Regions from separate parts of the Mus musculus genome. Here all the other regions are linked to region 4. Evidence: chromatin contacts called from public HiChIP or PLAC-seq and promoter capture Hi-C data. All regions are on one chromosome and are shown on one strand. Each heading gives the region's core, a stretch centred on a gene start, on an enhancer-like site or on the middle of the called end of the contact. The rest is flanking DNA. Distances are from core to core; before and after follow the strand shown. Region 1 holds the start of Heatr3 (HEAT repeat containing 3). Region 2 overlaps Tent4b (terminal nucleotidyltransferase 4B). Region 3 overlaps Gm34751 (a long non-coding RNA gene). Region 4 holds the start of Nod2 (nucleotide-binding oligomerization domain containing 2).

The links. Promoter capture Hi-C pulls out the DNA fragments that hold promoters and counts their contacts. HiChIP or PLAC-seq counts read pairs in DNA pulled down with a chosen protein or histone mark.
Region 1: a contact with region 4 is called in an H3K4me3 HiChIP or PLAC-seq map of bone marrow-derived macrophages, with 7 times the contacts expected there. The contact joins the promoter of Heatr3 here to the promoter of Nod2 in region 4. A contact is called at or near these places in 6 of 39 promoter capture datasets (the C10 cell line, hippocampal neurons, liver and 2 more), 1 of 15 datasets of contacts at CTCF or cohesin (large pre-B cells), 1 of 484 Hi-C or Micro-C datasets (B cells), 4 of 115 datasets of contacts at active chromatin or transcription factors (bone marrow-derived dendritic cells, bone marrow-derived macrophages, pro-B cells and 1 more) and 2 of 9 other capture datasets (adipose tissue and macrophages).
Region 2: a contact with region 4 is called in an H3K4me3 HiChIP or PLAC-seq map of bone marrow-derived macrophages, with 6 times the contacts expected there. The contact joins the enhancer-like site here to the promoter of Nod2 in region 4. A contact is called at or near these places in 2 of 39 promoter capture datasets (embryonic stem cells and second pharyngeal arch cranial neural crest), 3 of 115 datasets of contacts at active chromatin or transcription factors (bone marrow-derived macrophages, embryonic basal ganglia and large pre-B cells) and 1 of 9 other capture datasets (pancreatic islet).
Region 3: a promoter capture Hi-C map of cranial neural crest shows a contact between it and region 4. The contact joins the enhancer-like site here to the promoter of Nod2 in region 4. A contact is called at or near these places in 12 of 39 promoter capture datasets (the 3T3-L1 cell line, the C10 cell line, the HPC-7 cell line and 6 more), 9 of 115 datasets of contacts at active chromatin or transcription factors (the 230-238 cell line, T-cell acute lymphoblastic leukemia, bone marrow-derived macrophages and 5 more) and 4 of 9 other capture datasets (adipose tissue, embryonic stem cells, liver and 1 more).

The regions. Positions count from the first base shown.
Region 1 is chr8:88,134,261-88,139,687 of GRCm38.p6, forward strand. It overlaps Heatr3 (HEAT repeat containing 3), which reads left to right and starts at 3,625. Exons shown (of 15, transcript NM_172757.3): 1 at 3,625-3,897; 2 at 4,015-4,187. The coding sequence starts at 3,760. It overlaps Mir7071 (microRNA 7071), which reads left to right and starts at 3,946; the gene lies at 3,946-4,014. Cnep1r1 (CTD nuclear envelope phosphatase 1 regulatory subunit 1) reads left to right here. Exons shown (of 6, transcript NM_029074.3): 6 at 1-937.
Region 2 is chr8:88,225,697-88,231,339 of GRCm38.p6, forward strand. All of the region lies in intron 1 of Tent4b (terminal nucleotidyltransferase 4B), which reads left to right. Among named protein-coding and RNA genes, the nearest start is that of Tent4b, 29 kb to the left of the region's middle. Within about 2 kb of position 2,830, at least 46 of the 459 cell types and tissues checked have an H3K27ac peak or open chromatin away from gene starts, as enhancers often do. A contact at or near this core is called in bone marrow-derived macrophages, where this site is marked.
Region 3 is chr8:88,379,676-88,384,786 of GRCm38.p6, forward strand. It overlaps Gm34751 (a long non-coding RNA gene), which reads right to left. Exons shown (of 4, transcript XR_879055.3): 3 at 4,799-4,893; 4 at 1,915-2,876. Among named protein-coding and RNA genes, the nearest start is that of Gm34751, 6.7 kb to the right of the region's middle. Within about 2 kb of position 2,851, at least 24 of the 459 cell types and tissues checked have an H3K27ac peak or open chromatin away from gene starts, as enhancers often do. A contact at or near this core is called in T-cell acute lymphoblastic leukemia, where this site is marked.
Region 4 is chr8:88,643,965-88,649,298 of GRCm38.p6, forward strand. Nod2 (nucleotide-binding oligomerization domain containing 2) reads left to right here and starts at 3,383. Exons shown (of 13, transcript NM_145857.2): 1 at 3,383-3,445.

The DNA of each region.
Region 1 (5,427 bases), core at 2,375-4,874, 510 kb before region 4:
CTCCTTAAACTGGCTATTACGTGTGCCTTTCATTCATAATGCCTCTTCCCATTGCACTGCAGGAACAACATCAAATTCCACTTAGACTGAGCAAATCTCATCTCCATTATGTTGAAAAATTTATAGATGTTTTGACAATTTTTGTTAAGCCTGATACTAGATTCTGGCAACTATTATACTTTTCAGTAAATTGTTTTCATTTAACACTAAATTACTTTTTAAAAAAAAAAAATTTAAAAACACCCCAAACTCTTCTGAATGTACAAGTTAAAAAATTATGTATTATCTGGGAATTTGACAGTCCTTATTTCAGGTGACTGGATTTTATGCTGTGGTAGACGTGTTACACTAATACCGTCCTGGTGTAGCTGATGGGCCCCGTCCATCACTAGTAACACAGAACCACACTACAAACCAGAGCCTGCAGCTCTCTCTGCTGGAGAGTGTTGATGGCATACTGTGTATGCGCAACAGCCACGTGTACTACAGTAGCCCTTAAAATAAAACTGTCGGAATTGCTGTAAATGCTTAAAGTACTAGAGGTGCCTTTTACCTGTTTATTAGAAGATTTTGAGAAAGTTAAATTATTTCATGAGCAATATGTTAAATTTCATCCAACATTAAACTAAATTTGAATAACAGGACAAAATCGTTTAACAAAGCTGCCATTTAACTTACATGTATTCATCTCTACTTTCCTGGGTATAAAATCACATTCTTTGAATTGCAGCAATAAAACCCTCTGCTTCTAAGAACTCTCTAAGAGGGTATTCTATGTGTTTTGCATTGTTTCATTTTCTGTAAATTTTGTAGGTAAATATGTGTATAAAAATAAATACTTTATATATAACTAGTGGTTAGAGATTTTCTTTGGTTTATTGTGTCTGCAACTATAAAAAAATAAACATATTCTAAGTATCAGATACAAGCTAACTCCAAATTAGATATTTTCCTTGAGCTTTAGCTTTATGTGTATGAGAGTTCTTCCTTTATGTATATCTGTGTACCAGTTGTGTGCCTATGGCCTGTGCAAGTAGGAAAGGAACATCAGCTCCCCTGGAATTGGAGTTACAGATGGTTGTGAGCCACCATGTGGGAACTAGGAATTGAACCCCAAACCTCTACAAGAACAGCCAGTGCTTTTACTGCTTCTTACCCGCTAGGCTATCTCCAGCTCCTATTTTATTGTAATTCTGCCTTGTAGACCAAACAGTTGCAGGTATGGCAGTTGTAGACTATTAGCCTTCCTCATGCCTTATTCATGATCTAATAGTGATTGGCTTTTACTCAAGAAACACATCATTTTTTACATTTGTTACATGGCTCTTACAGACTTGAATTGGGAATTTCCTCCAAGAGTATAAAGCCAAAGAAAAATTTAAGGCCCTTAGGGTTGGAATTCCTTTGAGTGTTTGATTAGAACCTGGTTCTTCTCCCCTAGAAGAGATATAATTGGATATACATGTAAAGTTGGCTTGTGTGCTCTGCAAGAGTAGCCAGTGCTGAGCCATCTCTCCAGCCTCAGAATAATTATCCTTTTGGTTTGTTTGTTTGCTTGCTTTGTTTTTTCATGACTGGGTCTCATTATGTAGCCCTGGCTGCTGTCCTAGAGCTCACTATGTAGACCAGGCTGGCCTTGAACTCACAGAGATCTTCCTGCCTCTCCATCCAGTCAGTATAAGTATTAAACATGCACATCTACAGTAACTTTGTTAGCGGCAGCCTAGAGCTACAATGCTCTGTAAAACCCACGATGCCAGGACCAGGCTATAGCTATTATTTCTAGCTCCTCGAGCAGTCCCTAAGGCATAGCAAGTAAGCACTTTGACTTGAGCGAGCAGATAGACTTGCTTGAGGATGAATGAATCGTGTGGAGTGGACTGGGCAGCAGACCATTTGAGAGCAACTTTTCAGAGCTGGCAGCATTTACATAATCAGCAAAGTGGGAGGTAAGTGACAGTGAGAGCAACGGGCTAATGCCAGACTGTTCTGAAGACACGCAACGCAACTTCCCTTTCAGAAGTAAGTTTCTTTTTTGAAGCAATCAAAATGGTTCTCACTCCTTTGATGTTTCACAAACTTTAAAGTCTGTGAATAGAGAAGCATCTCCTTTTTCATATGATCTTGGTGAATCTGGCTTAGTTTTTCAGATGACTACATAATCACAGTGGAGAGCAGTGTGAGACAGGGCAGTAGCAGGTTGAAGGAGCAGATGCTCTAGAGCCTTATTGCACGCTGCTAATACAGAGTCTAATGCACCTTTCCTGCACGGAGCTCCCAGGCTAGCAGGGACAGCATATAGGGATAGCTTTTCTGTTTGCACACTTTGGAAACTCTGGCACTGGAACTCAGGGCCTGGCACTTGCTAGGCAATCACTCGTTTGCTGAGGCTCATTCCTGCACACATTTGATGACAGGGACAATTCAGAGATAACTGCCACACAAAATACATGAAGGGCCCATGGTGATGTGTCTGCTGGGACAGCAGGAGAATGAGGACACTAAACCAGGCCCCATAAGTGGGGCATTTTTAAATATCTCCCATTTCCAGAATACATCCCTACCTATAACAGAAGGAATTTTAAGTAGATCTGAGAATATGCCCCAGGTGATAGCCAAATGATCAGTTCAAGGAACGCTAAACTTAAGCTATCCTTTGCCCAGGCCTAAGACTAGTTCAGGAGAGCTCCAGGAAGACAGAGGAGGCTCCCTGGTTTATAGAGGACGTGCTGGTAGCATGAAGCAGAATGCCATGATGTCAAACTCTGAAGTGGCTTTTACAGCTACAGGCTGGTGAGATGGCTCAGCAGTTAAGAGTGCCGACTGCTCTTCCAAAGGTCCTGAGTTCAAATCCCAGCAACCACATGGTGGCTCACAACCATCCGTCACGAAATCTGATGCCTACTTCTGGAGTATCTGAACACAGCTACAGTGTACTTACATATAATAAATAAACAACTACAGGACTCCACCAAAAGTTTTTAGAAAATATACTTAAGAGTCTCTTTTAGGAAGGCTATATTTCAAACAGATGTTTGAAAAAAAATAGTAACCTTTAAAAAAAAAGGATGAAATGATTCGGCAAATAAAGGCATTTGCCATGCAAACCTGAAAAATCAGAGTTTGATTCCTGGAACTGTTGTTGATGGAAAGAACCAATTCCTCAGAGGAGTCCTCTGATCTCCACCCGAATGAGGCAGCACGTGTGCCTACACATATACCACACATTTTAAAAAAAATTATTAGACAAATATTTTATGAGAAACTTTTTTATGTTGTCTCAGTCCCTAGCACAATGAAATGACTGGCTGAAAGTCACTAGGCTTCTTCTAAAACTATTACCTATGGGTGGCTGAGGAATGGCTCCTAAGAATGGTAAAGAAAGTACTGAGATTAAAGTCAAGATCCACCACCATCTTGCTGGCTGAACTTGCCTTTCGTACAGTTGAATTTCTGTAGAAGCCTTACGTTTGTACGATGGAAATGAGATGGGTGTGTTAACATTCCCAGGGACATCCAGGGCTCCACCCATTGTCAGGGATGGCCCCGCCCACATCACATTACACGCACGCGCAGTCCCTGCTCCCGCCCTCTGCGCAGGCGTGCTGCTTTTCCATGTGTGCTCAGGCCGTCACATTGGACCCGCTGAGGGGAGACGCCAAGTAACGTCGAGCCTGGAAGTCGCCACGGGCCCGGTGGGCCCCAACGACGGCTGCTGCAGTCGTCCTCTTCTGGTCTGTCACTGCAGCCTCCGTCGCCATGGGTAAGAGTCGGACGAAGCGCTTCAAGCGACCTCAGTTCTCCCCTATCGAGAGCTGTCAGGCCGAGGCGGCGGCCGCGTCGAACGGGACTGGGGACGAGGAGGACGATGGGCCCGCGGCGGAGCTTCTGGAGAAGGTGGGACGAGGGCATGGCCAGGCTCGGGCGGCGGGCGGCCGGGGGCCCGGGGGCCCGGGAGCGAGGTGCTGCAGCGCGCGTGCTCACTACGCGACTCTGACGTCTCGGTTCCCGCAGCTCCAGCACCCGAGCGCCGAGGTCCGCGAGTGCGCCTGCGCGGGACTGGCCCGGCTAGTGCAGCAGCGGCCCGCACTACCAGACTTAGCCCGTCGGGATGCTGTGCGCCGGCTCGGGCCGCTGCTGCTGGACTCGAGTCTGGCGGTAAGGGAGACGGCGGCCGGAGCTCTGAGGTGAGCCCGAGAGGGCCCGAGGCAGTGTCCCTGCGAGCAAACAAACCTGGGACACCCTCGCCCGATGCATTCTCTACTTCTGGGGGAATAATAACATGCCAGTTAGCTCAGGTTTGCAGTGGATGGAGATGTGAATTCATGCACCGAAGGACCCCGGGGCTCACACACTTTTTGTTGTATCCACCTGGCGCTTCACCAACCATCAAACCTCATGCACATTTACCCCATCTCAAAACCCACCATAGAGTCCCTGATAGGATAGTCTTTCAGTCTGGGCTCCAAGTACAGCTGACATTTCAGCATGTAAGATCTCTTTGCAGGCGCTCCACTGAGAGGGTGTCTGGAAACTGTCAAAAAGACTGGGCTGAATTTCAGTAAAATTTAGACCTTCTAGCATGGTGGCACAGACCTTTAATTCCCGCACTAGGGAGGCAGAGGCAGGCAGATCTCTGAGTTTGAGGCCAGCCTGGTCTACAGAGTGAGTTCCAGGACATCCAGGGTCACCCAGAGAAATCCTATCTCAAAAAGGCCAAAAAGCAAAAGCCACTCTAATGAACTGTAGAGAGGACAGAAAGTTAGTATTTGTGCTCTTACAGATTTGCCTGTGTGTATTGTTTCAGTCTAATAAATATTGGATGGAGCACCTGTGTGCCAGCCACTGGACGAGGCCAGTTCAAGGCCACCTTGAACTACTTAGTGAGTTCCAGGACAGCCAGGGCTGTTACACATAGAAGCCCTGTCTTGAAAAAATCAACCAACCAACCAGATAAATAAACAAATCTTAAGTCTATTGAGTAAGATTAGTGTTAAGAATATATTGATTATTATTAACCAAATAATTACTATATGTATAAATACAACTAGTAGTAATTGCAGAGACTACTATTAGGGGTATGATGGTTTGAATAAGAATGTCCCTCATAGGCTTATGTATTTGACCACTTAGTATTGAGTTCTCCTATTTGAGAAAGAATAGGAGGTGTGGCCTTGCTGGAGTACGCGTGGGTTTGTTAGAGGAAGTATGTCACTGAGGGTGGGATTTGAGGTTTCAGAAAGCCCACACCAGGCCCAACATCTTTGTCTATGATCAAGATACAGCTCTCAACTACTGCTCCAGTGCCATGCATGTCACCATGCTCCACGATGACAATGGACTAAGGCTCTGAGACTACAAACAAGCCTCCAGTAAATGCTTCCTTTATAAGGGTTGCCCTGGTCATGTTGCCTCTTGAAAGCAACA
Region 2 (5,643 bases), core at 1,580-4,079, 420 kb before region 4:
TATTTATTGTCACTGTCTCTACAATGGCTGCTTCCACCCTCTCTTTTTTATGGCAGCAGCCTAGCCAGCTCTGCTAATTATATAGTTAGAAGCAAAGAAAAAGGCACAAGAATCCTTTTATTGGTCCCAGTGTTGCAGTACCAGCCCAGGAGCCCCTCTCCAGCGTGGTTAACAGAGAGCTGAGCAGCCTTCAGTGTGACCAGAAATGGACCAGAAATGGACATCTCTATCTCAGAATTTCATGAAAAAGAACAACTGTCTGAACCAAAAAAATGGCACAGTCCCTTATGCAAATGAAGAACTCTCCTTACACTAATTGTAGGCTTTCTGTTTCCCCTTGTTTGGGTGAAAATGCCTGCAAGGTAAACTGTCATCTGGACCTCACTGAGTCTTTCATGGTAAAATGTCTAGGGCAATGCGTTTCACACAGGCCAGCCCCCTGCTTTCTGGAGCTGCAGTTACTACTCTCGGGTAGCAAGCAGCAGTGGCAGCTGAGGAACTTCATCTGATACCTCAGTGCAGTATTCACAGCCAGACCTATGTGAGGATAGTCCTGCAGCTGATGGATGGCAGCCTGGGTGCCAGGGAGAGCTCTGATAGCTGTCAGTTAGGCAGGTGGCCCTTAGAAGGATGCTTATAGAAAAGACAAGCCTTCCTGCTGCAGCCTTCATATCATAGTGGGTTTGTTTTCTGTTTTGTTTGTTTTGTTTTAATGTTTTTTAAAATGGGGAATGTGGGAGGGGGATGTATGCTGCATGTATGGAGGGAGGTCAGAGGACAACTTGTGGAAGTTACTTCTCTATTTTCACTATGTGGATCTTAGGGATTGGACACAGGCAGCAAGTACCTTTACCCTCTGAGCCACCCAATAGCAACTCTGTTTGTTTTAATGTAGTTATCCTCTTAGATGTAAATTGATGTCTGATTGTGGTTTTCATTAGTTAAACTGTGGTGGTTTGAATAGGTATGTCTCCCATAGACTTCTGTGTTTGAATGCTTGGCACTATTGAGAGATGTGGCCTTACTGGAGTAGGTGTGGGCTTATGGGAGGGAGTTTGTCACTGTGGGGGCAGGCTTTGAGATCTCCTATGCTCAATCTCTAGCCGGTATGGAATTCAGTCTCCTTGCTAGCTAAGGATTTAGATGTAGAACTCTCAGTTATCTCATCTCTGTGCTGCCATGGACTGAACCTCTGAACATGTAAGCCAGCCTCAGATAAATGCTGTCTTTTATAAGAGTTGCCTTGGTCATGGTGTCTCTGCACAGAAATAAAGCCCTATCTAATATAATGGCTAACAGTGCATTTTTATGTGTCTATTGCAATCTGTCTTTCTTCTTTGGAGAAATGTCTGTTTAGACCTTTCTTTTTTCCCTTTTGCATTGTTGAATCATGCTTCTTACATAATCTGTCAGGATAGTATTTCTTTATCAAATATATAACTTGCAAATATACTCTCCCATTCTGGGGATTTTCTTTTTACTTTCAGTTTTTTAAAAATTGGCTTTAAAAATTTTTATGTGTATGAGTGTTTTCCTGCATGCATGTCTGTGCACCATGCCTGGTGCCCTTGGTGGTCAGACGAGAGCATTCGGTATCCTGAAACTGGAGTTACAGATGTTGTGAGCCAGCATGTGGGTGCTAGGAATTGAACCCTGAGTACTCTGGAAGACCAGCAGGCTCTCCTAAACATGAGCCATCTCTCCAGCCCAGTCCTTTACTCTCTTAATACTTTACTCTTTTGCACAAAGGTTTACAATTTTTGATTAAATTCAATTGGTTCTTCCTTTTATATGTGTGTTTAGTGTCATGTCTTAAGAAGTCAGTGCCAAATGTAGTGTTTCCTACAGTGTGCTTTCCAGAGTTTGAGGTTTTAAGTGTGGCTTTTTGGCACTCTGAGTGAATTATTGAATATTGTTGAAGGTAAGTGTCTGGCCTTATTCTTTTGTATGCGGATATCCAGTTCCCTCAGCACCATTTGTTGCATGATCTATTGAACAGTCTTTGCTCACTAGTTTGAGTTATTTTTATTATGTTAACTAAGAGTGCACAGAAATAGAAACTTCTTGTGTTCAAGGATGATTTAAAAGGAAACAAATTTACGAGTTAGAGATGCTATTGAAATCGTATAAGATGTTAATTTTCATGGCATCTCATGATACCACTCGAAGTGAACATTGGTGGTGTTGTGTGATGTGGAAGTGTATTTAGGTCCTGGCCAGAGTGACACCCTTCGGTTATGAAAATTTGGCCCTTGCAGCAGTGTCACCTGCTCTTACTTGGCATGCATGCATGCATGGGTCACCAAGTTGTGCTTTGCTCTTGGCTGTTAATACAGACCAGGTAAATCTCTTGCGTGGCCTGAGCCGGACAAGCAGGTGCAGCAGTATGTATGTGCTGGGACACAGGGCAGCCCTGTGCTCCCAAGGAAGGCTAGCCCTTAGCCCAAACAGAAACCATGTGAGACTTCCTGTGGCACCGTCCACTTTCTCTTGTGCTCCTGAAGGGTTAATTCCCCCCACCCCTGAGAGTTAGCCGGGAAGAGGGAATTATTTACACCTCGTCTGACAAAGGGAGCTTGTTTTGCTTTTCCCAGAGGAATTATTTACAGGATCCTTGCTTCTGTGCTCCTTCTGTGGTTGGTTAGGGTGCTTCCTCATGGCTAGTGACCCCACCTTTGCCTCAGTTCCACTGTAACCACAGCTTTTCATTGACTGCAACTAGATTCAAAGCTTGTGCTCCCAGTCTTAGATGGGATTAGGATGTTTGCTCTTAACACTGATTTTACTGCCAAGATTCTGTCAAGTTGAAGATTCACTACATCAGTTTTGTTTGCATGACCATAGAGTTCTTCACAGCTAAATTCTTAACTGGGTTGTCCCTCCCTGTTTAAAGTGCTAGACTACCCATTTGATTTTTAACTATTGAAAATGAGTGATGCTGAGATAAGCTTCCGGGTGAGGACCTCATGCCCCTGGGGCAGAGAGGTTCTTTAGCTGTTTTCTGCTTGGATACAGTTTGGTTTAGATATTCAGTTTGGTTTTGGTTGTTTGGTTGTTTGTTTTGAGACAGGGTTTCTCTGTGTCATCCTGGCTGTCCTGGAACTCACTCTGTAGACCAGGCTGGCCTCAAACTCAGAGAGATCTCCTGCCTGTGCCTCCTGAGTGCTGACATTAAAGGTGTGTGCCACCACCACCTGGCTAGAAGATGGAGTCTTTTTATGCTGTTCTGAGCAAAGAGTCTCCACTTTGTAGGCTGTGAAGGCAAGTGGCTGAAACTGGAAGTGAAGCTCTGCCTAGCTGCTGGAAGGAGTGGCTCTCCCCCCCCCCCCCCCCAGGCGGAAGTGTTCCTTGTCTTGTATGCATGTCAGGAAGTGTAGTAATCTTGTATGACTTCAGGATGGGATTCATTTAGTATGATAGTATACAACATTTTTCTAAGTTTGTATCAAGTCATAGCTAAGCAGATTATATATATATATGTGTGTGTGTGTGTGTGTGTGTGTGTGTGTGTGTGTATATTTTTTTTTTTAAATAACCAAAACAAGAGTGTTATGTGAATTAACACATTATGGGCTAGGTATGGTGCCACACCCACCAGTGAGAGTTTGACCATGCTCTAGTGAATATATAGACAATACAAACTGGGCTTTTTCCCTTTGATTTTTACTTATTATTTTAATCTATCTATCCATCTGTCTATCTGTTTATTTTGATGGGGGGGAATAACAAGGGCAAGGTGGTCATGGAAAGACTGGGAAGTGAGTGTGATGGGTTGCATAATGTGAGTCCCAGAGGATCACTGAAAATACTACATGGAAAAAAAAAGAGAATTTCAACATATGAACCAGGGAAATGGCCTAGGATGGAGAGAGCTGAGTGGCAGAGCACTTGTCTGTGTGCAAGGCTTCGGGTGTGACCCCAGCACTGCAAATAAATAATAACAAAAGGGAAAGGGTTCACTGATCCAGCAATGTAGGTAGATATCAAAATATTGACACTGAAAGACTAAATGAGTAACCCTACAAGTATTTTCTGCATAATTTGCTTTATATGCTTTTTATAAAATTATATATAACTATACGAGATGCAAAACTAAAGTAGTAAAAAGGACATATTAATTGTTGCTGACGATGGGTAAAAATAAAAGCAGGCTGAATTATAGAGACCCAAGAAAGCTTGGGAAGGTGTCAGTGTGTTCACTATTACGATTATAAAGATAGTCTGACATCCACTGGCCAAAATCAAGTTTTAATGTGTAGCTTATTATTATACTTAAGTGTTATGGAGCTAAAATAATACCGGTAAAAACCTCAGCTTCACTGGGTGGTGGTACACACCTTTAATCCCAACACTCAAGAGGCAGAGGCAGGGAGGCAGAGAGGCAGAGGCAGAATCTGTGAGTTCAAGGCCAGCCTGATCTGCACAGAGAATTCTAGTACAGCCAGGGCCAAATAATACAGAATAAGACAAGTCCTTATTCTCATCGATGTGTATCCTCATTAGCTGGGTAATAGCACACGAGCTGATAGTTCTGGGGACTTGGGCCCAGGCCTCACATGCTAAGAAAGAGCACTATCACTAAGCTACATGTCTATTCAGTGTTTTGAGATAGGGTCTTGCTGCATAGTTTAGACAGGCCTAGAACTCATGATCTTTCTGTCTCAGCTTCCTGAGTGCTAGAATTACAAACATGCACACCACTTTGGCTGATAGAGTAGTTTATTCTAAAATGCTTTTAAAATTGGAACCATGTAAAACAATCAATTTTAGTAATATAATCTCTTGTTCATTTTTAAAGTTTTAATTATGAGGGATTTATTTTCTTTTTAAGATTGATTTTATTTTACGTGTGTGTTTTGCCTGTGTCCTGTGGAGCTCAGTAGTGGTTGACTACTGGAGCTGGAGTTAAGGATGGGTGTGAAGTACATGTGGGTCCTGGGAACACAACCTGGGTCCTCTGCAAGAGCAGCAAGTGCTCTTAACTGCTGGATCACTTTTATTAGTTTAAAAAAAATGTGTATATTATTTTTCTGCATACATATCTGTGCACCTCTTGCATGTCTGGTGCTTGCAGAAACCAGAATAGAGCATCTAATCTCCTGGAGTGAACTACAGTTGGAAGCCAATATGTTGGTTCGGAGACTTGAACTGGGCCCCCTGGAAGAGCAGCAAGTTTTTTCTTAACCAGTGAGTGAGCCATTTCTCCAACCCTAATGTGATTCTCTTCATTAGTTTATCTATTTACTTATTTGAGGAAAAGCCTCACTATGTAGCTCTAGCTGGCCTGGAGCTGGCCTTGAACTCACAAAGATCTGCTTCCTGAACGTTGGGATTAAAGTTATGCTCCAGCATACCTTGACTCTCAAGTACACCATAGTTTATGGCATTAAGTATAGTCACAATGTATTGTGGCAATTGTCACTATTAAGTTCCAGAACATTCATCACCAAATAGGAATTCTGTTTCTTTCCAGCCCCTGGCAACCAAGAGGCTCTGGATTTTCTTATTCTTCATGTGTCATGTAATAGACTCATACTGTATGGGGCTGGTTTTATAGCTTCAGGGGTTTAGTGCATGGTTCTCATGCTGGGACACATGGTGGGATGTAGGCAGACAGGGTGCTGAAGGTAAGTTTAGAATTCT
Region 3 (5,111 bases), core at 1,601-4,100, 260 kb before region 4:
ATCTGCTGCCAGTAAAATCACGCCCCTGCTAGAGCACGAGGCAAATCATAGTCAGCTGCTGTGGGCAGTCTGAAGCAGCCCCATATCCCACACCTGGGATTAAAATGAAAACATATTCTTATAATACTTCTGTGGTTTTTTTTTTTAAACCAAACTTCCAAAATCGTCACTGCACCTGGCCCTGTTGTTAAGGGATTCACATTCTATCAAGGAAGGAGTGGAGTTAATATCCCTTGAGACCTACTATGTGTTAGTTACCATTGAAGGCTTTTTTCCACATACACTACTTTATTTTATTGACATGTATGAATGTTTTATCTACATGTATATCTGGGTACCCAGTGCCTACTGAAGCCTGCTGAAGAAAAGGGCATTCAATCTTCTGTAACCAGAGTTGATAGGCAGTTATAAGCCACAATGTGAGTTGGTGGGAACTGATCCCAGGTCCTCTGCGAGGTCTTTGCCCACTGTGTCATCCCCCTGACCCACATTACCTTACTGAATCTCCAAAACAAGCCGGGAGGATACATTTTTTTTTCCACTCACAAATGAGGATCAGAGGGGCAAAGTGACCTGCCCAAATGTCACAGCTGATGGATAGGGAAGCTGGCATCTGGTCTAAGCCTTTATGACTTCAGGCATGCATACTTTTTCTGAACAAGATATTATAGTCTTTATTTCAGAGGCACCCAAGAGAGATGGAGATGTGACATGTGAGCCACGGGCAACGGAGGTTCAGAAGGGCTTCAGAGGAGAATCATCAGTGATGGGTTTTAAAGGATGACTAGAAGTCTATCAGACAATGAAGGTGTGGAAACCAGTAAAGGAGGGTGAATGACAGAGTTGGAAGGTTCCCCGCAGGAACTGGTGGGCTGGGAGCCGCCTCTGCCTGTGCACTCAGCCCTGCAGCCCCCTCAGGGGAGAAGACTCTCCTCTCACTCTGGGAGGAAACAGATAGAACCCTAATCTCAGGCCAGGAAATCTGTTGTGAGCCCCTCCCGACACCCCATGCCAAGCCAGCTGTGTTCTGAGAGGAAGGAAGGGTGGTGTGGGCCACCTGGGATGAGCGCTTCCTCTGAAATAGACAAGGCAGTGGGGAGGGCTGATACTGGCAGTACATTTGTCCGGGGCAGGCAAGTTGTCTGGAGGGCCCATGTGTGTGATAGGACCCTTGCCCCTGCCCTGAAAGCAGAAGTGGCTTGTCACGCCTCCCGCTGATGAACTCTGGGTGTCTTTTCTGTGCCTGGAATTTGAGGACAGCTTGGCATCACTTTTGTTTGTGTGGATGTGCACAGTAGGGCTTCAGTAGATCCTTGGAGGTGGAGCAGTGGTCAAATTTCACGAATTGGCAATTTTGCCGAAACGCGGCAGACTGCAATTCATTTCTTATCCGGTTCGTCAGCCCGATTGGAACCCCGGGTTTAAGGGGATTAGGAGGAAGGGTTGGAGGCCTCCAGCCATCCTACCTTCTAAGTTGTGCACGCGTTTGGTTAGCAAGGCCTTAAAATAAAGGCAGGGGTTGAATTGGGTGCCTTGTGTGGAGACGAAGCTGAACTAGTCACGGTGGTCAGGTGGCGGGAATGGAGGGCCAGCTGTTCTGCTCCCCACACTCCACTTGAGCCCCTTAATAGTGCTTGCTGAGCCCCCTTACCATTCTTTTCTTCCCATTCCAGCCCGTGCATCTTCTTACTAGGAGAAGTTGCATGGGTGGTGGGGATGTGGGGTGTCACCCTAAGCCCTTGGGCTGAAGCTCAGTCTATTCAGTTGGTGTTTGTGTTGCCCTCTCCAGACTGCTGTCCAAGGCAGTTTGTTCATTTGCTTTTTGTTGTTGTTGTTGTTTTTTGTTTTTTGTTTTTTGTTTTTTTTTTTGAGAGCCGGTCTTTTGTAGTCCAAGATTGCTGTGTAGTTGGGAGGGACCTTGAACCATTGATTCTTCTAACTCCACCCCTGAAGCACTGGGCTCACAGGTATAAGCCACCCCATTAGCTCAACAGAACATTCTTGGTTCAAGACTGGGAGCTGTAGGCTCAACACTGCCACCTAACAGAATGTAAGGGTCCGATCATGACAGCAGTTTCTCCAATGAAGGAGCCCAGGCTCACGCACACAGTGAGCCAAATTCCAGCCATGGTGGGTGTTATTAGAGGTCAGTAGTAACTTGCTGGGCTCAGTTGGCTGAGATTGTCTGGTGGGACCTAGCCTGGAAGCACCTGCCCAGCCAGGATTGTCACTGACAACAGTGTCATGGCACCACTAACAGGCTGTCAGCTGCAACCAGGGTAAGGCCTTTCCATCTCTTGCCCTCTCCACATGCATCCCCGTATCAGCTTCCCACGGGGGCTCTACTTCCACCAGCATCCGGTGCTCTTCCTGAGGGAACACGGGAACACACAGGTGAGGCAGAGTCCCAGTGATTGAACCCTCTACATTCAATTGTTGAGTGACCCAAAGCCACCTCCGGTGGCCATCAGTCCGTCTCTCAGCCCCCACCAGTTCCAGCCAGTCCTCTCTCTCGGCAAGCTTCAGCCTGGAAGGCTCTATCCACTCCAGTCAGGCCTGCCTGAGGTTATCTAGGTGTTCTGGTGACTTCTGAGGGCCTCGCATGAAAGATAACGCCCAAATCAACAAATCTGCCATTGTGGCTTTGAAGAGACTGTTTCAATCACTTTATTTTGTCTTTATGTCAGGTTTGCCAGATGGCGCGGGTCTTTCTGAGGTCCTGTTCCGAGGGGGCGCAGGCAGCGCTGGTGCAGCTTCAAAGCTCCTTTTTAATCTTTAGCAACATCACAGCGGCGGGAAACTGCCTCGGCTCCCTCAAGTCTCTCCCACAAAAGAGGCGCGGCCCAGGCTCTAATGAAAGCCAGATAAAGGGATGGCTGGAATCAGAAACAGAGGGAAAAGAGCAGTCGTTAGTCTTTCTTGTAGCTGTTTCAAAAGAAATTCTAAGACAAATTATGGCTTTGGGTGTTTTTCTAAAGGACTGAAGCAGGGAGAGGCGCCGGGGGAGGAAGCTTTGACCCCTCAGCACCCTTCCCTCGCATGAAAGGCAGAGGAGACTGAAGAAAGGCCGAAATACAACAATAAACTTTCCGCGTGTGTGCGTGGGGATGAAAGGCGCGTGGCATAATTAGGGGCGCGGGCTTGGGGCGGGCGGCCGGCCTTACCTTGCCGCCAGCGCTATTAATGAAGAGGCTGTCTTCTTTTTTCTCTGGAAGGGGCGCCTTTGGTTTTCGGGAACAGGGTGGGGTACCAGGCAACGTGACTGACATTGGATGCAGGCTAGGAATAATGTGCCTTGTGCCACTCTGCCACATAAGGGGCCCACGTGCTCCCTGGGGACTGCCAATACCCTGTCACAGGTGAGCCCAATGTGGATGTCTCAGTTTCTGCTGCCTTTAAGGTTTCAAGGCCCTTGTATAGAGTTCCCTGGGCAGAACTGTTAGTCCTGCAACCCCAGCCTTCTCTCTTGTTCTTGGGAAGGGGGAGAAAGAGAGAAAAGCCATTAGTTTTAGTTACTTGCTGTCTATCTGGGTTATGCAGTGTTCTTGTTGTTTGTTTGTTTTGTTGCTTTGTTTTAAAATTTTATTTATTTATTCACTCATTTAACATGTATAGATGTTTTGCCTGTGTATATGTCTGTACACCATCTACATGCAGTACCTGGAAGAGACCAGTAGGGGTGTCAATCCCCTGGGGTTGGAGTTACTATGGTTTTGAGCCACCTTGTGGAAGCTAAGAATTAAGTCCAGGTCCTCGGCAAGAGCAGCCTGTGCTTTTAACTGCTGAACTCTCTCTCCAGCCTCTGATACAGTAATGTCTTAGAGCCAACATGGCAGGACTTGAGGGGACCAGAAAGCTAAGTTTTGATGGATCGGCAGGAAGGAGAGATAAAACCGGACAGGATGAGGACCTCCTGGGGAAGTCAGGTGGACAGGACCGGCCCCTGAGCATCCTTGTCAGGGCACCGCTGGCCTGAAAGTTGGTGAGGAACACTTGATCCCAGGATTGCCTCCCCCACAGGGCTGTAGCATGGATACTTAGAGGCTCTGGCTGGGAAAGGGCTCATCAAGGTCACACAGCTGCTCAGGGACAAGTAAGAGATGCACTGAAGGATGCGGATGCTGGGATTCCGAGCTTTGTGTAAAGTCTGTATCCAGTGGGAGAGGTAGATGGAGGGATCTGGCCCCCTCCCCCACCTGCCATTTTGCAAGGCACCCTGATCATAGGCCCATTGCCTCTTTCTCATGATCCAACTCTTCAGATGCTTCATCAGTGACTGAGTGAGGAGCTGAGGTGCTGAGAAGTAGAGGACCCCAGGTGACAGAGGAGCTGAGGTCAGCTCAGGGGAGAGGGCTGGATTTGTATCGGGTGTCTTACCTTGGGGCAGAGGACAGAGCCAGTTGTCCTAGCCAGTTTGCCAGGGCTCTGGGCTGTTTCTCTCTCTCTCTCTCTCTCTCTCTCTCTCTCTCTCTCTCTCTCTCTCTCTCTCTCTCTCTCTCTGTCTCTCTTTCTCTCTCTGTGTGTGTGTGTGTGTTTGTGAGGGGAGGGGTACTTCAGGTTGAAGGTTGTAACCACATGGGGAGGCAGACTGCCACCGCTCGGCTGCCTGTACACAGGCCTGATCAAGCAGTCCCTGCTGTCAGTACTGTGCAGTGGGGAGGCTCAGGTACTGACAATGTCTCCTGGGACTTGAATCTTGGCTCCTCAAACTCTTATCTGGGAACTTTGAAGACATGAATTACCCTTCCTATGTTCCTCATTTTTCTCATCCACAGAAAGAGACCATAATTACACTCACCTTAAGGGCTGTCATGAGACTGAACGAGTTCCACAGCAGTACCCAGAACACAGGAGCCCAACAACCAAAGTTGCTTTGATTGGGGAGTTCTCAGTCTGCAATGTCAACCAGAACAGGGCTCACAAGCCACCAGAGATGACAGCCCCAGGTCAGGCTCAGGTGTCAGGAGGGTCCTCTGGTAATGGCTCTTTTCTTCTCCTTCTTTCTTGTCCTTTAGCAGTACACCACTGTTTCGTGGCCTTCCTGCAGTTCTGATGTGGGGCTGATCCTGCTGTGGCCATGTGACCCTATTCCTCAGCCCGCAGTAATTGGC
Region 4 (5,334 bases), core at 2,133-4,632:
GCTCTGGAAGGACTGAGCTACCAGCCCCACCCAGGTTCCCTCAGATCACAGGATGAAACACACACACACACACACACACACACACACACACACACACACACACACACTTATTTTTGATATGCTCAATGGCCAGGCTCTTCTAAGCCTTCCCTGGCTATTTCACCCTTCTTTTCACTTCCAGCTCAGCACCCTAAATCTGCCCTCAACTTTCGTTGCTCAGTTAGTTACCTTTAGTCCCAGCTCAGCACCCTAAATCTGTCCTCAGCTTAGTTGTGTTTCTAATCTCCCACCTGCTATCCCAGGCCCAGTCTGGGAAGCAATCAATGGCCACTCCATCCTGAATCTCACATGGCTAGTGGCTCTTTCTCCCTCTGAAGCATGGCGGAACTCTTCTCTTGTGTCTGCTAGCCTGCCTGTGGGAAAACCGCAAGTCCCGCCTATGCAGCCCAGCTCACTGGCTGCTAGCATCTTTATTGATCAATCAAGAACCAATTGGGGAACTGAACCTTCAGAATTCAGATGTAGATTCCTGATCAAAACACTCCCTTACAGGGTTTAGTTCACACACAGTTCCATATAACTGTTGATCATCCAAAGCAGCAAGGACAGGAATTCAAGCAGGGCAGGAACCTGGGGGCAGGAGCTGATGCAGAGACCACAGAAGGGTGCTGCTTACTGGCTTGCTCACCATGGCTTGCTCATCTTGTGTTCTTATAGAACCCGGGACCATCAGCCCAGGGATGGCACCACCCACGGTGGACTGGGCCCTCCCATGTCCATCACTAGGAAATGTCCTACCACTAGGTCTTATGGAGACATTCTCTCTATTGAGCTTCTCTCCTCTCAGATGACTCTAGTTTGTGTCAAGGTGACATAAATCTAGCCAATGCGATCCTGAAAGAGTGTGAGTGAACACGTGTCAGTTGGAGTTTTCTGGATTCTACTTGTCGGTCAGCGTCATGGTTCAAATGTAAAATGCTCCATAGGCTCGTGCTTTGAATACTGGGTCCAATAGGTGTGCTATTTGGTATAAAGCTGCAGACTATAACTTCAGGCTTTTCCTCCTAGCCACTTAGTTCCCTGAAATAATGATTCTGAGACCAGTTATTTATTAATAAATGCTTAAGCCATACGCTTTGGCTTGTTCTCTGACTAGCTCATAACTCCATTATCCCTTTTATTCTAATCTGAGTTCAGCCATGTGATGGCTGGTTTCCTGCCTCATCTTCTTATGTCCATCTCCTCAGTATCCTGGGGCGAATCTCTCATGTTTGTTTCCCAGAATTCTCTCCTGGATGTTCCACCTCCGATTTCCTGCTTCAGCTTATTGGCAATAGGCTTTTTTTATTGATAGGCAATGCTTTTACACAGTGAGATTCTCCTTGCAGAAGCGCCTTTAGAAAGCGTGTGTGTGTGGGGGGGAGGCAGCTGGTAGAAATGGATCACTATGGGCAGACCTTTGAAGGCTATGTCTGGTTCCTGTAACTCTCTGCTTCCTGGTCCAGAATGGAGGTGAACAGTCTCTACCATGCATTTCTTCTGCCATGAGCTAGGTTTCCACCATGCTCCCCAACCCCTCCTCCTCCATGGTAGACAGGTACTTGACGCTAAGCCTGACAAGCTAAATTCGATCCTCAGGACCCCACATGGTGAAAAGAGAACTGAGTCCTCCAAGTTGTCCTATGACCTCCACTCATGTGCCAAGACATATATGCATCCACATACATAATACCCACAGACAATAAATAAATGTAAACTATTTAAAATCAAAACTGTTGGGTTTGAAACTGTTTCAAACAGGGGACAAGCAGCTGAGGTGTCTATTTAACACATCAAAGTAGACCTGGTCTCCAGGTTCTCCCAGCATCCTTCAGTTCCTACCTATTTCTGGGTATGGATGGAATACTCACCCTCTACCCTGACCTCTCCAGCCCAGGGGCTGGGCTTCCCCCTCCCCCAGAGGCTCTTCCCTATATAATCCAGACATCTGCATGCTCGTTCTTCTTATCTCTCTGCCTCCACCCCCATCCCCTCCTTGTCTGTGTGGTAATTTCCCTGGCCCTATTCCTTGGCATCCGTGAACCTGCTCTAGAGCGGCTCCCAAATAAACCTTCCCTACTTTTAATTCAGCTTGTATTGGGTTATTTCATCCGCATAAGTACTGCATAGGTACTTAACTTGGAAGCAGTGTGAGGCAGTGGTTAGCGCACAGTCTTTGGTGCCTGAGGCCTGGGACACATCACGGTGTTGACAGGCTAGTGAATTTTTTTGTGCTTCAGTTTCTTCATCCGTAAGCCTGGGACAAGAGGAGTGCCCTACAGGTGGGGTTAAGAGACTTACTGAGAGCAGAGGCCAGCACAATACTAAGTGTCAGTTTCAGAAGGAACTCCCCAGACAGAAGGCTAAAGGGAGTATCTATTAGCATACCAAAGCACCAAAGCCTGTGGTGGCCTCCAGGCTCCCTCATAACCTGTAGCTCTCCATAGTTCTTACCCTACATCCCAACTCTAAGCTTCTCCAGCTTGTGGGCTTCCCTCCCCCAACTTCTCATTCCCATAAAACCCTGCCATTTGGCTGTGCTCTCTCTTGGCTCTCTCTCTCTCTCTCTCTCTCTCTCTCTCTCTCTTCTCCCTCTCCCCACCCCACATTGGTTGTCTCTTTCTCTTCCTCTCATGGTCATGTCCCCGCTGACCATGTTCAAGCTGCTATTTTCCCTGCTCTGGACTCTTCCAGATGCCTCCGGCTGTACCCTTCCTCATATCTACAATACAAATCTTCGGAACCTCAACCATACCTTGGAAGTGGTTTATACACAATTTCATGTCTGGGTCAATTATTCTCTCCTCTCCCTTTCTCTCTCAAATGAGAGTTCATGTACAAGTCTTTTTAGAAGTAACATTAAGAATGGGAACTAAACAACGCTGGCGAATTCCGATTAGGATGGTGGCAGAGCCCAGCCTAGGAGGCTACGTTGGAGGCAAGTGCTATTACACTTAGACCTCTTTCCTCAGCTTGCATGGGACTGACAACCAAGGGGAAAAGAGGAACTTTAAATGCCCTAACACCACCCAGCACGGCCTTCTGGGAATGCCTCCATTAAGACTGTAGCTGACTAAGGGCTTACAAATCCCTGAGAGGGTGCATCGGCTCCTACTGACACTGAGGGCTTTCCTAGCTCTTGTTCCCAGGACTCTGGTTCCCTTGTGATTGAAACCGGTCCCCAAGGGCAGAACACAAAGCACTGCAGGCAGGCCTGTTCCCGGATACCTGTCTCACCAGTCCCTAGAGGGAAATCAGGAGGGGTGTGGCCGCCCTTCCCAGCCTGCCAGAGTGGGCGGGGTCTCTGGCTAGGTGGGTGGGGCGATGGGCGGGAGTAGATCACTGAGGGAGTCCTAGTGTGGAGTCACCGCAAAACTGGCGAGGGATCCCCACGCTGCAGCTGGCGGTGAGTGCTTGCTTTCTGGTTCTGTGGTCTGCGGGTGATCGGGGTGGGTGGATATGTGGAAAGGAGGGTTTTCTCGCGGGGAGACCGAGGACTCCCGGGCAACAGCGCTTGGTTTTGTGGAGATCACGACCGTCACAAGTCCCATCGCGGGGACGCTGTTAACTGGCTCTGGAGCTGGCCTGGCTGAGCTCCTGAAAGGGACTCTGTTTCTCCTGGAAGCATCGACGGAGTAGATAGGCTGTAAAAGGAAAGGGATGTCTCGAGGGGAGCCACGGCAGGCTTTGGTAACTGAGAAGGAATAGGGTATTGGGACCAAATTGAAGCCCCCAGGATCCTTTGAAGTCTGAGGCGAGGCTGTGATTTGGAGGTGGCTGGGACAACGGAGGGGAAACTTGCAGGTGAGGTCCTTACCCAGAGGGAGAAAACCCTGCTTTGGGTCTTAGCAGGAACTATTCCTGGTTCAGTTCCCCCCACCCCCTTCTCTCTAACTTCTGTGTCTTTTTCAGAACCTGCAGGGTCCTGGCCTGGGGCAGGGACATTGGCTTTTCTGTATGTAATCTCACCCACGGTTGATACCCTGCAGGGGAAATGCCCCCTCCCTCATCTCTGCCCTCCTGAAGACCAAAGAGTCAGCCCCATTGGCTCTGGTCTGCTCAGTCTGTTGTGAGGCCTTTGGGGCTCCCAGTTTCTTGGCCACTTAATGCCAGTTGGCCTCCACATGCAGCTCCAAGCTGGCACTGGCTCCATCTTGTCCCCTCTCTCCCACCCAGGTCAGCATTGTAGGGTGGCCCAGTGAGCAGACGCTTACTGCTAACAAAGTGGCTTCTATAGCTGTTTGGCCAAAGTCTGTGCCTTGCAACTCTCTGGTTCCACAGCCACCCCCGCCCCCACGCTGTGTGGAACAAACACATCCTCAGCCCATGCAGACCCCATCTGTACACTGGGTGATGCACAGGGATATGGTGAATACATCATGCTAACACATGCCATCTCAGAGGATAGGAAGTACTGTGGGGAGAAAAAGCTGGGACAGGGCTTAGGGGCTACAGTTTTGCATAGCATAGGAAGGCACCTCTGAGAGAGTCACCACTGAGCAAAGTCTTAAGGAGGGGATTGGCAAGTCATGTGACTATCTAGGGGGAGCTAGAGAAAGCCCCCACTGTGTGTGTGTGTGTGTGTGTGTGTGTGTGTGTAGGTAGGGAGGGAGGAGCTTATAGAAGCATGACAGACCAGAGCAGGGTGTAAATGGAGGGATGAATTGGAGGGCTGGGGGTGGATGGTGGGTGGCAAGGAGGAAAGGGGTGGCATCTGAGGTCTCTTGTATTGGGCTTGAGTTCGCCATAAAAGCTTTTGGCTTTCGCTTTGACTCTGATGGGAGCCATGAACAGATAAGGCTCCTGCTCTGACTTAAGGTTTGGCAGGGTTCATCAAGTTGTGAGGCTGAGACTGCCTATGGAGGTTCATGGCAGATGAGGGAAACATGAAGGGAGGCTATAGAGCTTACATCATGGCATAGAGAGAACCTGTGGCTTTCAGATTTGGAGTCTGTTGGAGGTTGGATGGATAGTCTGTGATGCTGGAGAGAGGCAGCGTCAAGCATGACTCTGAGAGTTCGGGGCTGCCTTCGTCTGCGAGGGGAGCTGATAGGAGGGAGAGCCGGTGATTGATTTTGTATTTGTCTTTTGGAGATGTTGGTAGGTACCACATGATGTTGAATAGTGTCCAGTAACATTTCAGTCATCGTTATCTCACAGTTGGGAATTGGGCCTGTGGGCAGAGACGCATCAGTGATTTGTACTTGGGGGTGGGGTGGGGGACTAGGAATCAGCCTTGGAGGCAGAATGGATAGAAAGAGCAGCTGGGAAGCAGGGAAGAATATCAGTGAAACC